4 separate regions of the Zea mays genome follow, and all the other regions are linked to region 1. Evidence: chromatin contacts called from public Hi-C data. All regions are on one chromosome and are shown on one strand. The core of a region is the stretch at or near the end of the contact, and the rest is flanking DNA. Distances in the headings are between cores, read along the strand shown. Region 1 holds the start of LOC100278060. Region 2 has its middle 69 kb from the start of LOC103639299. Region 3 has its middle 81 kb from the start of LOC103639332. Region 4 has its middle 33 kb from the start of LOC103639340.

Region 1 (3,443 bases), core at 405-2,904:
GTTTTAATTCATTTCCCTCGGCAAAATATAGAGAGCTTGGACTATTTGGTGCTTGACAAAGCGAGAAAATGGGATAGTCACACAAGTAGACTGTATTAAAGTTCTCTTTCTCAACATCCATGAGACAAATTTCACCATGATAACTAGAGCTGTAAATCTGCAATCCCAATTTATCATAGATAGCAGAATCAGCAACCCCTAAAATAATAAAAGATATAATATAGCAAAACTGTAGTTTCCTATAATCATGCCAGTATTATTTCCCTAATCTATCATCTGTTTTGTGAGAAGCTATATATGATGGCCAACACTCAAAATTAAACTAGACAGATTTGGATGATTGCATTGAACTCAGTTACATTTTTAGCACCAGCTTTACATCCATATTGAATATTTTTAGGAAAAAGGAGTTGTACTTTAGATTGCACAATAGAGGATGATTTGCTGCCAATGGTTATTAAACTTCCTTGAGGCATATATCACTGCTACAATCTAAAAGGACATTTTGTCTTGCTTTATCCTCTTTCCTAGGTTTCCCTTGCCTTTCTCCCTCAGTCCATGAGGTAGAACATTGCTATACTATATAGTTCAAAGCCCACAGACCTTTTCTCAAATCTTGACGTGCCTAATTATATGATAGAACCCCACTTATCCATCAGTTTAGCTATTTCAGGTAATCTAAGTTGCTGCACGGTACCAAATGTTCAAACAAATGCAGCAATGTTGAATCCACAAACAAAAATCGAAATAACAAAATAGATAGTAATTTATACATATATCCAGAAGTGACAAAGAAGAAACAATCACCTTATGCAACATAGCGGGGTGCATCACAATGCCCCCTACAGACCCCCTGTGAGGAAAATACTCGAATACCCCGTCTACACCATCACCATCCTCATCCTCCACGAGACGATCCACATCCCAGAACCCAATATGCCCGTGCACGTTCCCGGCAACCACCACAGTCCGGTCGGACAGCGGCAGGATTCGCAAGGACAATATCCGGCCCGGCACCACCTTCCTCACGTCCACGGGCCGTAGCACCAGCTCCCTACAGGGGTCGAACCCGTCAGGCGCACCGATCCAGCTTTTGACCGATGGCGACGGCTCTGCGGCGGTGGCGTCTCGCAGGGCCGAGGCGAGGGAGGATGAGAACCGTGTGCTGCGGGGCTTCGTCGGGGACGGCGGCGTATTTAGCGAGGTGTTAGCGCCGTCACAAGCGGAGGATTCGCCGGCGGGGATGCCGCGGGTGCGCAAGGAGCGGCGGAGGACGACGGGGCTGGTCGTTCTCGCGAGGGGATGCTGCTTCTTGGGGCGCTTGGGAGAGGAAGCCGTGGGGATGAAGGAGGCAGAGAGCTCGGCGGCCTTGCGACGGAGCGCGGCGAGGATAGTCTCGTTGCGGCGGATGTTCTCCTCGCGGCGGCGCTCATACTCAGTAAGCCCGGCACCCGGCGGCGGCGACGCCATGTTGGTGGGATGTAGTATTCTGGAAACTGTTCGAGGCGGCTTGGTTGGGTGGGGTCGTGTGGAGGAAGAGAAGAATGTAGTGGATGAGTGCAGATTGAGGGCGGCGGTTGGGTAAAGTTGTTTGGATGCGAGGCGGTGGGACACTGGAACTGCGACGGATGGCGGGAAATTTTGCGACGCGGATAGGCCACGGCGGGAAAGGCGGTAGAAATAAGGGCTTGTTTGACAACAATTTTCCTTAAAATTATAATTTTACAATACTATATTTTGTAGTTGTCATAATAATATTATGATTTTAACCAACTTTAAAAATACTATAGTTTTAAGAAACATTATTTGGATGCACATTGTAAACATAGTTATGCCATAAAAATACTATGGCATATAGAATACTATGATTTTGAAAACATAGTTTTCAGTAATATAATCAAACACATTATAGAATAAAATACTATGATATTACTAAAAATATGGTATTACCTAGAAACTACAAACATGACCTAACAGATGACAAAGTGCTGGCCAACAATAGTTAGTTTTACTGGAACATACAAATACACTTAGAACAACTTCAAGAGTGGGACTTAAAATAGTCTAGAAATTAGAATAGGGTCTAATTTAAGTTATTTAGGACCCAACAAATTTGCCTCCAAGTCGTTCCTATGTTCACGTTGTCGTTGTGATTTTGGGGACACTGTTGTGGCATTTCCCATTTTTTTAGATTATAGAAACCAAATTGTGCCATTGTTTTGCACTTGCATAAGGCCATACAAATCAAAACATAACAAACATCTTCCTTCAACAATCTCAATAATAAAGCATCAACAAATCAAGCTCCTTCTATTCTATCATTAGACCTCCATCCATGGCTTACAAAGATCACCATAGCAACTACCTCTAAGGATCAACATACAACAAGGATTTCTCGTTGAGATTGATCTTTCTGCAACATTCTCTAGAATCTGAACCAGTATGTTCTCCTAAAAAATAACTACATAATTGATGGTTTTGGTTTAAGTAAAGACAACATCATTACGACAAAAGTCAAATAGACCAAAACATTGCCGCTACTCCAGTTAGGAGTTTTTTCTTATGAGTTGTTTCTTTGTTTGCAATCCAAGATCTAATTATATGATTAATATTGTTAGGTCTCTCTAAATTTAAGGCAAAGAAAATAATTATCCAATTATTTCTAGCAATGTAATAATAAAAAAAGATGTTGGATAGTATCATTTTGATTACAAAAGCTGCATTTCGTACTACCTTTCCAACTATGCTTGGCTAAGTTATCTTTAATGAGAGTAACTCCTCTACATAAATACCATAATAAAATTTTAATTTTAAGAGAAATTTTTAGTCTCCAAAGTAAAAAGTGATTTACCGAGGAAGAATTCATTAAAAGAAAGTAAAACGACCATCTATATGCCCCCGAATAAATTTGTCACTCAATTCCCCCAAATCAACAATTGTCATCAAATTTAATAAATTAAGCCACTCAACCAATTTTACCCTGACAATAGCTCTACAAAAGGATAGATCGGGAATATTTTCATTCATAACATTTTTGACTAAAACATTCTTTTTAAGAACAATATCGAATAAGTTTGGACAGTAATCCTTAAGCAGTCTATCTTTGATCCATCTATCCTCTCAGAACCTGGTCATTTGACCGTCACCAATTTGGAAACTCCCTCCTCAAAAAGCTTTCTTTAATATTCAAGAGACCAGACCAAAAATACGAGTCTCCTGATTTTCTCATCATTTGAGAAAGCGATTTGGACCCTAAGTATTTATTTTTAAGCATTTGCTGCCATTTGCCATCCTCGTTTAGTAACTTAAAGAGCCACTTGTTGAGTAAATAATCATTCTTGATGGCCAGGTTGGCAACTCCCAACCCACCAATCTCCTTAAGCTAACAAATAGTCTTCCATTTTGATAATCTATATTTCTTTTTAGAATGGCCACCTTGCCGA
Region 2 (3,443 bases), core at 706-3,205, 240 kb after region 1:
AACTTCACCGATCATTTTGTGTAGAGGGAACCGAAGCCCTGCTCTGAAGAAGCTCTTAAAATCAACGACTTCTTCATTTCTTGGTTCTAGAACCACTTCTTCCCCAGCAAACTGTACTAGTTCGTCATCATTTTCTCCAAAATATCATAATTTCTTCATTAAAACCAAATCTTCCGCCTTAATTGTGGATTTTCCAAACTCAATGTGGCTAGGCTTGCTCAGACTCAAAATGTCGTCATCCTCTTCATCATCACTGTCAGCTTCGGCAACAGTTGGGTCAGCTTCGGCAACAACATCTTTTGTCGGAACAGACTCTTCTTCTTCTTGTACAACTAACCCAGAATGTTTCATCATTTATGAAATAGGGGTTGTCTCAATAGATTCAGCTTCTTCTCCTTCGTTTGTTACTCTAGGAGTAGACCTGACTCTAGCCATTTCATGTTTTTTTACCTAAAATTTGTATAAAAATGATATAAATAAATAAATATAATTATTTTAGTGCTTTGGGAATTTATGGAACCTTTGGAGATTATTAATCAATAAATAAATAAAGAAATGTGCATCTCATGCCGATAATTTTGTTGTGATACATTTTGTGTGAATAAAGGAATCCTAACTTAAATTTGACCTCAAATTATGAACAAAAATATAAAATAAAAAATAAAAAAGAAGAAATTTGTAATAAAGTCATTTATTGCTAGAATTAAATATATTGGGAAGGAGAATAAATAATAATATTGAAAATAGTATGATTTATATTCACATTTGGATTATATTTGAAATTGAAGATCTGAAATTCAAAACAGAAGTTAGAATTTGGTTTGAATAATTGAAATTTGAAATAGAAAATAAAAAGAAAAAGAAAAGAAAAGAAAAGATCAAACTTTGAAATAGAAAATAAAAAGAAAAAGAAAAGAAAAGAAAAGATCAAACCTGCGTTTCGGCCCAAAAGTGCTCCGTCGGCCCACTCCCCTTCCTGCTCTCTCGGCCCAAAAGTGCTCCGTCGGCCCACTCCCCTTCCTGCTCTCTCGGCCCAAAAGTGCTCCATCGGCCAACTCCCCTTCCTGCTCTCTCGGCCCATCTCAACTATTTCATCCCGCACGACCCACTCCACTCTTTTCCCCTTTTCTCAAGTTTTGGTCACACTTACGTGTGGGTCCCATATTGTCAGCCCTTAGCTTCTCCCATGCGCGTTTCCCTTGGATCCCGGCGCCGACAGCCTAGGCCCGCTAGCTAGTCTCTGTCTTACCTTGCGCTCGTACCGCGATGTCGATGGCCAACCCTCTACACTAGGCAGCTGGAGTCATCTTCCCCATTGCGAGCGCGACGATCTCAACCACCAGGCGAAAATCTCGGGTTCGCTCCGGTCGAGCATATCGAACTCCGCGCTATATAGTCTGGGATCCGCGACTGTCTCACCCATCTGGCCGGAGCATTACAAGCACCAAGTACCGTTGTGAGGTTGCTGTTTACGCCTTGGAAGGAAAGAAAGTCGTCGCGCCCCTCGCCTTGCCTCCATTGCCGCTCGGTGCTCGTCGTGGGGTTGGGGTGCATGGTTATCGAGCGTAGATCACGTACCGCCTGGCCCTTGGTCGCCAGAGTCGACGGTATCCTGTGGATTGCTCACCGGAGACCCGGGTTCGTCGCGGGTTGCACCTTGCCGGGGCCGGGGCCTCTTTGCCACTAAATCTGGTGAGTAATGTCTCCCATTCGTTCATCGCAACCTTAGCATGGTCTAGCGCTTGTTAATTTTGAAATCGGGGCACTTGAACACTAACCGGGAGGTTCACCGGCCATGGCTTCCACCGTGCGACGCGACGGCGCTGTGTCTGGGTTGGGCATGAGGGAAGGTGTGAAGGGAGACAGGCTTGGTCGTTGGATGCTAGCTATGTGGCTGAGATTAGAATGCCAGTGAATGCGCTTTGTCCGTTAGATGTGTTTTGAACGGTAAGGATCAAAGAGACCATAACATTTCGGGTTTGACTGCTTTGGACCGTCCGATCTGATCGGAGGGTTGGGGCTGATGCACGCCTTCATTAAACCACAACCGTTGATCTTGGATCGGGTGGATGGCATTGCATACCAATTTCTTTTAAAAGAGATTTAATCCTGGTGCTTGGTTCAGATCAGGCGAACGAGATTTAGGGATACCCTTTCGGCTCCTCCGTTTTGTAACTCGTAGTTTTGTCGAATCAACCCGCCGTCCACCTGTATGTAAAGAACATAGCAGAAAGGCCCTGGAATTTATAGTTTAGACCTCGTACTCCTTGGTAATTATGTCTGCAGTCCAAAAATCATTAGGAGAATTCTGAATTTAATCTAGAAAATGATTTCTAGTATACAAATAATTCCATAAACTTGTTTAATCCATATTTAATTCATATTAACTCTAAATTGATCCATTCCAATTGCATTAAATTCATAATAATATTTTTTATCATCTGGTAACCTTAGTTTGTTATGAAACCTAGATTAAAAATTATGCACTTAGTTTCTTTTATATCCGACATTTAAATCTTTAGAAAATCATAACCATTAAATCGTAACTCCGAATTTAGTGGTTCTCGAACCTAGGCTCTCGTTACGACGCATAGAACTTTATTATGCAGTTTGTTCTTATGTTTGGTGTGATGTTAATTTTGTCTATACCATGTTTGTTTGTATTTCTATGATTAGCAGCGAGGTTACAAAAATCTTGAAGACCAAGCTGGTACCTGGAAATCTGGAGTCTCAGGCAAGTTGTGCCCTTGATCACTTTTCTTTACCTAATAATGTTCCTGTTAATCACCGTGACAAGCTCAGGTTAATTTGATGGGACCCAATAGGTTTCCCTAGCATTGTTAATCCCTTACCTTGCAAACAGAAGCACTATTGGGTAGTTTTGCTATTGCTCTACCAGGTTTTGGGAAATTAATATTATATTATGATCATGTTCTAGTTATACTGTAGTTTTAATTATTGTTTATGTCAAGATCATTGTGTTAATTGGAACATGGAGCGACCACCCGGGAAAACAGTGTTACCACAAGGGTGGTATGGGACACCCTAGGCTGACTAATTAGGAAAGCTAGTGCAAGACTACCTTACCCGAAAGGGGTAAGGGTGGTAGAGGAGCTGCGTATAGGGAGGTTCTCAGGTCGATCATGCTGCGATGGCTTTTCGGATGAGGGATTCCTATATTGCCCTTCTCAGAAACCGTAGCAAGTTTTCGGAAGCTAGTGAAACTTTGTAAAGGCCTCGTAGTGGTACCCTGCCTCGTCTCCTCGGTAGAGATGAATGGGAAGTCGTGATCCATTGGCAAATGGGTAACACGACTTGTGGGTAAAGATGTGTAACCTCTGCAGAGTGCAAAACTGGTATATCAGTCGTGCTCACGGTCATGAGTAGCTCGGACCCTCACATGAGTAATTTATGGAACTAAACTTAATTGGTTATATTCATTG
Region 3 (3,443 bases), core at 240-2,739, 210 kb after region 1:
ATAACTTGGTTGGGTTGTGATACGATGCACCAGAGGTTCCCAGTCCACCTGCATCTATGAGAGTTGTGCCGACTTTCCCACAGGTCAACGTGTATTCAGGGAATTCACACGTCTTCTACATGCGCCAAGTCATGGTAACCTAGGGGATATCTATTCCCCATAGAGTGCACCTTAGCTTTACTAACACCAAAGTGTGTAGCCACATCTTCAATCATTATGCGACTCCACAGAGGAACATCACGAAGTGTTGATACATCCAACTGAATCTTCTTGCGACCACACTTGGACTATGCACTATTAACATTACCTAGATGACCCTGATCTAGAAAAATTTTCCCTTTTATCCAGATACGTTGTATCATGCGTAAATGTACTGAGAATTCAATTAAAACTTCTGTTGTCTCATGACCCTTCATTTCTCCATTTTTAGCCCTTGCTAGCAAAGGCTCATATATTGCCCTCTGTTCTCACAGGAAATAACAATTCTACGTGCATTCTATTTAGCATGTGAATTCCCATTGGGGTTAGAATCACATTCACCATTCTCATTTACTTGTGAACGTGTTTCACCATTTTCTTGACAATCTTCTAGTCCATAATCAAATCAAAATCATGGTTTGTTGTCCCATGCCTCACCAAAAGGGGACCTTGTTTGTGTTCTAGGAAGTTGTATCCTTGGCAACAACAGCATTCCGCTCAATGGGGATCTAAAAAGTGGCATGGCAACAACAACAGCCCACTTTGCAAAAACCATGCACAAGAATCAATTAAACTATGACCACTAGGTAACTGATAAAGGGATTTTGGTTTAGCAGAGTAGCTTCAAGAATACAAATAATATGAGAAGAGGTGAAGGCAGATAAGCTGTGAATGATTAAACTTATGAGAAGAGGCGCAAGTAACTGATAAGGGCATTTTGGTTTAGTATATGATGTTTATGGGCATATACACTAATAACTGAATTAACTATATACAAACATCTGAATAGCAGTCATATAAGATTAATGATTCTTCTATATACACTAATAATTGAACTAATGTACTAAACCAACATATACACTAATTATTCAGATTCAAACATCTAAATAGCAGACTGAATAGTACTGTGTATCCCCAACGTATATTAGTGTATATGAATAGCAGACTGAATAGCAATCATATACACTAATGACTCATATTCAAACACCAGAATAACGGTCATATATAGTAATAACTGAATAGCAGACAATGCGTTGGGGATGGAGTTGTCATATCTTGGGGATGGAGTTGATCCTGCAAGACATTGCTGCCCAAAGCTTGGTGATGTAGACGAGCGTGACGATGACTATGCATTGGCCTGAGAGAGAGACCATGGTAGAGAGACGGGCTAGACAGATCTCGACAGATGGAGCGCAACAGTCACCATCTGGGTGCGATGGCGACAGGGACAACGCCCTCCGACGACAATTTCTAGCTACATCCCATCCGACTAAATCCTGTGGCGCCGTCATCCATGGCCGCCGCCATCAGCCCTTGTCCATGACCACTTGCCCTTGGTTGCTGGCATCGTGCTGCCCTCATCCATATCTCTCGTCACTGCTGGAGGCAAGCGACAGTGCGACACTAGGTAATCTAGATCTGGGCGCTTTTGTAGATAAGTACGCGACTTTTGTAGATAAGTACGCGGAAAGAATATGAAGGGTAATATTGTTAAAACAGTGTTTCCTTATTTTTTACAAGTATTAGTCATATGCCCGAACATTGTTACGGTTTTATATATGACATAGAATAAATTTTGTTTTAATAAAGCATAAAATATATGTTTTCTATTGATTGGGTGGATGTGAATATAGAGCCAATAATCAAAAGTTTAAACACTCACTTATACATAATTTCACCTTATTTTTATATAAAGCGTAAATATAAGGCTTCTCAAAAAGAAGTTTTGCACTCTTATATCATTTGCTCTTTCAGCAAGAGATAATAAACATTGGATGGTTTCAATGATATTTTTGTTCTCTCTAAGGATATTATGAAGAATCACCTCAAATAATTGTTGGGGCTTTAGTGGTTGCAATACATTTCTGTCAAATAAAACAAATCTTTCCAAACTGGTCCAAGCATGCCAAGGCAAATGAAACAACACTACAAGCCCCATGCACCCTTGAAGTGGAGCACCAAGTTCAATGAATGTTTTTAGCATGGCAATCGCATGCTGCTATGAGATCTCAAAACCATTGCCTACAAGTACAAGAAGTTTCTTGTCAATTCCTGATTCAGTCATAGTCTCAACAACATTCAATTTTCCAACATTTATCAAAGCTGCAAGTCTTGCAAACATATTTTCATACATTGATCATTTTCTGTAAACAAGAGATCTACAGTTTGATCCATGGGAATTCTTGCCAAATTTCATCAGCAATTGCGCATTAACATGTTCACATATCTTGGCCAGAACAAAAGAGAAGTTGGCCAGAGTTGGAGTATCTTCACAGGCACCAAGAAGATCAATTAATCTATCTGTGGAACCTACTATTTCAAAAGAGCAAGTAAGATTTATGTAGTATGCTGGAACAAATATAACTGCAATTGCGGTAGTGAATGTAAAAATTAGATCTGGTGATCCTATGGAAATTATCTCCGCTATTCGAGGGACAAGTATTTTACTGAACACAATTTTGCTTGCCTCAAATTCAGATAGGGATATGCATGCCATGAGAGCTTGAGCTGTGTTTGCCAATTAAATGTCAATGTCCATGAATTCTAGCATAGAAAAGAATGATCCCATCTTTCGTTTAGCTAGTCTTTTCAACACTCTTTCCAAAAAAGCAAAAGGCCAAGGAGTTACAAATGCCACATAATATGAAATCGAATCAGATAAAAGAGCACGAGTAACATCATTTGTTTTGCTCTCATGGTACATCTGTTGGGGGTCTCCTTCTCTGCCGAAGGTCCTCAAGACGAAGATAATGTCTGTAAGCAACAAGATCGAATGCCGAAGTTGCAACGAACATGTGTAAAGAACCGATGGTTGACAACTTCGGCTTAAGGTGGCGACAAAGGTCAAACATAATATTGAGTCGGAGAGAAAAAGACTAGTTAATCCCTGATGTTTTGTATTAGGATTGTGTGCACATGTTAAGGCCATAAATGTATTTTTACTCGGGCTGCGTCTCGTGCCTATAAATAGGTGAACGGTACCCCCGTACTGTTCATGCTAGATTGTAATTGCTCTCACGTCACCACCTTCAAACAAGCCAAATTTATTAATGTAATGTAAACTTTGATAGTGTTTATACATTTATTATGAAATAAATATGTGACATGACATCACATTTTGCACATATGTTCTTACATTTATGAATGATGAAGACTTGTTCTTCATGACCTTCGTCTGAAGACCATTATATCCGAAAAGAGATAATGCTTCGAAGGACGAAGGTCCTTAACGTTTAACAATTGTG
Region 4 (3,443 bases), core at 330-2,829, 210 kb before region 1:
TAATTAGATAAAGTAGTAACACTAGGATAGTATTACATAGCACATTACATGTTCCATTACATGGTCATTAAATTGTCGTTAAGCCTTCTATGACATTATGGCCTAAAAGGTTGTTAAATAGTAAAAAAGATGGATGACTAAAGTCTAAGTTCATGCTTGGCTAAGTTTATATTGGGTATTTTATACCCACGGGTTAACAGGTATGGGTGAAGGCGGAACGTCCTAATACCCGTTTACCCATTGGGTGAAGATTTTTGCCCAATAACATATCCACGGGTAGAATATTTAGCACACATACATACCCTAATGGAGTAAATACCCATCGGGTATCGGGTCGCGGGTACCCATTGCCATCTCTATCACCAACTAACCAGTATTAAAGGCTAAAAAAACTTTTGATTCATTGAACTAATTAGAAACTAAAAGCTAAACTATAAACAAGGCTTTCTACATGCATGGACAAAATTATTTTTAAGCCTTAGAATTTGTAACACCCAAAATTCTATTTTAGGAGTATTAATATTCTATCAAAATGATTAATAATTACTAATAAGAATTTTTTCCTTTCAAGGTTACTCTCTAAAATAGATTAAACTTAAGTTTGAATTCTCTTTTTTTGGACTTAAAAAGGGAAGATAGAAAATATAAAAATATCCTTATATAGGTTAAGTTATTGAATAATATATTTAAAGACATTCACTAGAAAGTGTAGGTTAGAGTATATTTTAATAAATACTACACCTTATAAATTAATTTTTTCTAAATAAATATTTAACACTGGTTGGGATGATTAAAGAAAAGCTTATTCAACACCGGTTGAGTTGGTTTGGACATGTCCAATGGAGACCCATAGAGGCACCGGTGTATAGAGGCATCATACGACTGGACAATAATGTGAAGAGAGGTAGATGACGACCAAACTTGACATGGAAGGAGACAATCAAAAGGGACTTGAAGGAATGAAATATCCCAACAGTGTTTGGATAAAAGTGCTTGGAAAGAAGTTATCTACGTGCTCGAACCGTGATTATGCTTTTTTCTTTTAGTGTTCTCAAAAGCTTTTTCCTCCCCTTTCTCTCTCTTTCCCCTTTTGGTGACATCTTTTGGGTTTCAACTCTAGTCTACCCCAACTTGCTTGGGACTCAAAGGCTATGTTGATGTTGATATAAATATTATTGTGTGTATGTAAAAAAAACATTTGCATAAATGAATAAAACAATAAATAAATGATAAATAAAATTATACTTGCATTCATATTGGTGTTTACTTGTGCATTTAAGTTGAACTCAAACTAGAGTTTGAATTTGAATAGAAGACTGAAAATTTGAAACAAAAATGAAATCAGGAAAAAGAAAAGAAAAGAGAAAGACCTTACTTGTATATGTGCCCATCTCCCTTTTGCTCCTGTTTTTAGGGTTTAGGGTTGAGCACTAGCAGAACTAGGCACCAGCCCACGTTCTCTCCCCCACACCTCCAATTTTTCTTTTATTTATTCTCTTCACGCAGATTGCATCATCATGACGCATGAGTGATGTCAACCAGCAAATAAGCCGCGCGAACTCATGATTTCCCTTCGCTCACGTGTGGACCTACTCCGCCAGACACCCTTTCACCTGCATCCTTGCTTCCACCGACGCAGGGGACCGTTGGGCTGATGCTTCTTCCACGCTGAGGGACGCAACTAACTCACAGTAACAAACGCGAAATCAGTTCGTCTCGATTCGCCGATCCCTGGGCGACGATTTTGGGATTCGATTGGCAATCTGGGTTCTGTTCCTGAGTATATAGCGACTGTGACTCCCTTGCTTCCTCCCATCGCATCGCCATAGGGACGATTAAGTCGAGTCCTCGAGCCTTCGCCATGGGCGAGCAGGGAGGTGAGAGATCCGCCAAAGTCGAAATCCATCCGCACCGCCGTGCTAATCTGGACAAGTGACCAAGGGGGTTCGCCAAGCCATGAAGAATCGTTCGATGGAGCTCTGGGGTGCGGGAACCATGGATTGCTCGCCGAATTTTTTGGGTGTCGCCACGCTGCCAAGTACCATGGACCGACTTCCCCATAACAGTAGTAACACCACCGCTGGTGAGTTCTATCCCAGATGACTCGCTTAGACGGTCTCCAGCAACGTCTTCTATATATATCCTCTATATCCGTTATTTACAGTTCTCTAAAAGATTTTATCTTATATCTACTTTCTCTCCAACAACGTCCTCTAAATCACGTCCTCTATATGTAAATACTTATATTAAAGATATTTTTAATTTTTTAATTTTTATATACGTATTTGTCATACTCTCAAATGTATTGTACATATTTTAGTTTTATTAAACCAGTTGTTTAAAGTATTCAAATAGATAGAGAACCGTTTAGAGAAACTCTACGTATAGAGGATCTAGCAGCGTTCTCTAAATTTAGAGGACTATTTAGAAAACGTTGCTGGAAGGAGTAGAGGACGTCCTCGTCCTCTAAATTTAGGGTACATGACCCTTTAGAGCTCCTTGTTGGAGCTAGTCTTAGCTCTGTGTGTCGTATAGGATCTATCAGAGTGGTGGGAGGGGCACGTGAGCGCCAAGATTGCATCCCGCCGGCGACCCCTCGAGAGGAGCCCAGTGTCCTGCGCCGTGGTGTGGTATCGAAAGTGGAAGAGGAGAGCTAGCCATAGGATGCTAGATGAACGGCTTGGATTATGCAAGGGCATAACGCTTCACCGTGTTGATTAAGGGCCGAAGATCGTGTGGCTGGCGCTGCGTACCGATTCGATGTTAAGGAGATATAATCAGGACCGTTGGTTCTGATTGGACGACTGTGATGGATTGGTACCCCTTCAGCCGAGGACATTTTATTAGAGTGATCCTAGACATTTTAAAAATAAGCGCACCGTCCCACATAGCTCAAAGATGAGTACATGTAGGTCCTGTTTTTAGCACATAAGTCCCTGTGCTTTCTAGAAATCATATCCGTAGCGTAGAATCCTTGGATAATTATAAAAATAATCTAGAAAATGATTTTTGACATAAAATTAATAAGAAAACTTACATAATTCATAACTATCACGTTTAACTCCAATTTTAGTGGTTCTCGAACCTACGATCTCGTAGGAGCGTGTGGAATAGTATTACTCAGTTTGTTTCCTTGTTTGGTGTAATACGATTTTTATTTATTTCTTGTCTTTTTTATGTATTGTTACGATAGAAAAGCGAGGTTATGACGAACCTGAAGTCCAACCTGGAGAAGTACTTGAAGTCGCACCAAAAAGGCAAGTTGTATCCATGATCACATTCTTTGACCTAACAATATTTATGATTCTGTTCTCACTGCTGCACAGTTAGGTTAACTTCACGAGGAATGAGGTATGACATTTAGTTCCACGTCCTAACCAAAATGTTGTAGGTACCAAGTGGGTATTCTATAACAAACAAGATGAGCATGATCTGGTGACTAG

The links. Hi-C and Micro-C count contacts between places; a contact is called where the count stands out from the background.
Region 2: a Hi-C map of ear shows a contact between it and region 1, with 2.1 times the contacts expected there. The contact joins the enhancer-like site here to the promoter of LOC100278060 in region 1. A contact is called at or near these places in 2 of 25 Hi-C or Micro-C datasets (ear and leaf).
Region 3: a Hi-C map of leaf shows a contact between it and region 1, with 5 times the contacts expected there. The contact joins the enhancer-like site here to the promoter of LOC100278060 in region 1. A contact is called at or near these places in 2 of 25 Hi-C or Micro-C datasets (ear and leaf).
Region 4: a contact with region 1 is called in a Hi-C map of tassel, with 3 times the contacts expected there. The contact joins the enhancer-like site here to the promoter of LOC100278060 in region 1. A contact is called at or near these places in 2 of 25 Hi-C or Micro-C datasets (ear and tassel).

The regions. Positions count from the first base shown.
Region 1 is chr1:147,640,907-147,644,349 of Zm-B73-REFERENCE-NAM-5.0, reverse strand. It overlaps LOC100278060, which reads right to left and starts at 1,654. Exons shown (of 4, transcript NM_001354132.1): 1 at 808-1,654; 2 at 1-157. The coding sequence starts at 1,470.
Region 2 is chr1:147,400,668-147,404,110 of Zm-B73-REFERENCE-NAM-5.0, reverse strand. No RefSeq gene overlaps it. Among protein-coding and RNA genes, the nearest start is that of LOC103639299, 69 kb to the right of the region's middle. Within about 2 kb of position 1,955, at least 20 of the 20 cell types and tissues checked have an H3K27ac peak or open chromatin away from gene starts, as enhancers often do. A contact at or near this core is called in ear and leaf, where this site is marked.
Region 3 is chr1:147,429,872-147,433,314 of Zm-B73-REFERENCE-NAM-5.0, reverse strand. No RefSeq gene overlaps it. Among protein-coding and RNA genes, the nearest start is that of LOC103639332, 81 kb to the left of the region's middle. Within about 2 kb of position 1,489, at least 6 of the 20 cell types and tissues checked have an H3K27ac peak or open chromatin away from gene starts, as enhancers often do. A contact at or near this core is called in leaf, where this site is marked.
Region 4 is chr1:147,850,532-147,853,974 of Zm-B73-REFERENCE-NAM-5.0, reverse strand. No RefSeq gene overlaps it. Among protein-coding and RNA genes, the nearest start is that of LOC103639340, 33 kb to the left of the region's middle. Within about 2 kb of position 1,579, at least 19 of the 20 cell types and tissues checked have an H3K27ac peak or open chromatin away from gene starts, as enhancers often do. A contact at or near this core is called in ear and tassel, where this site is marked.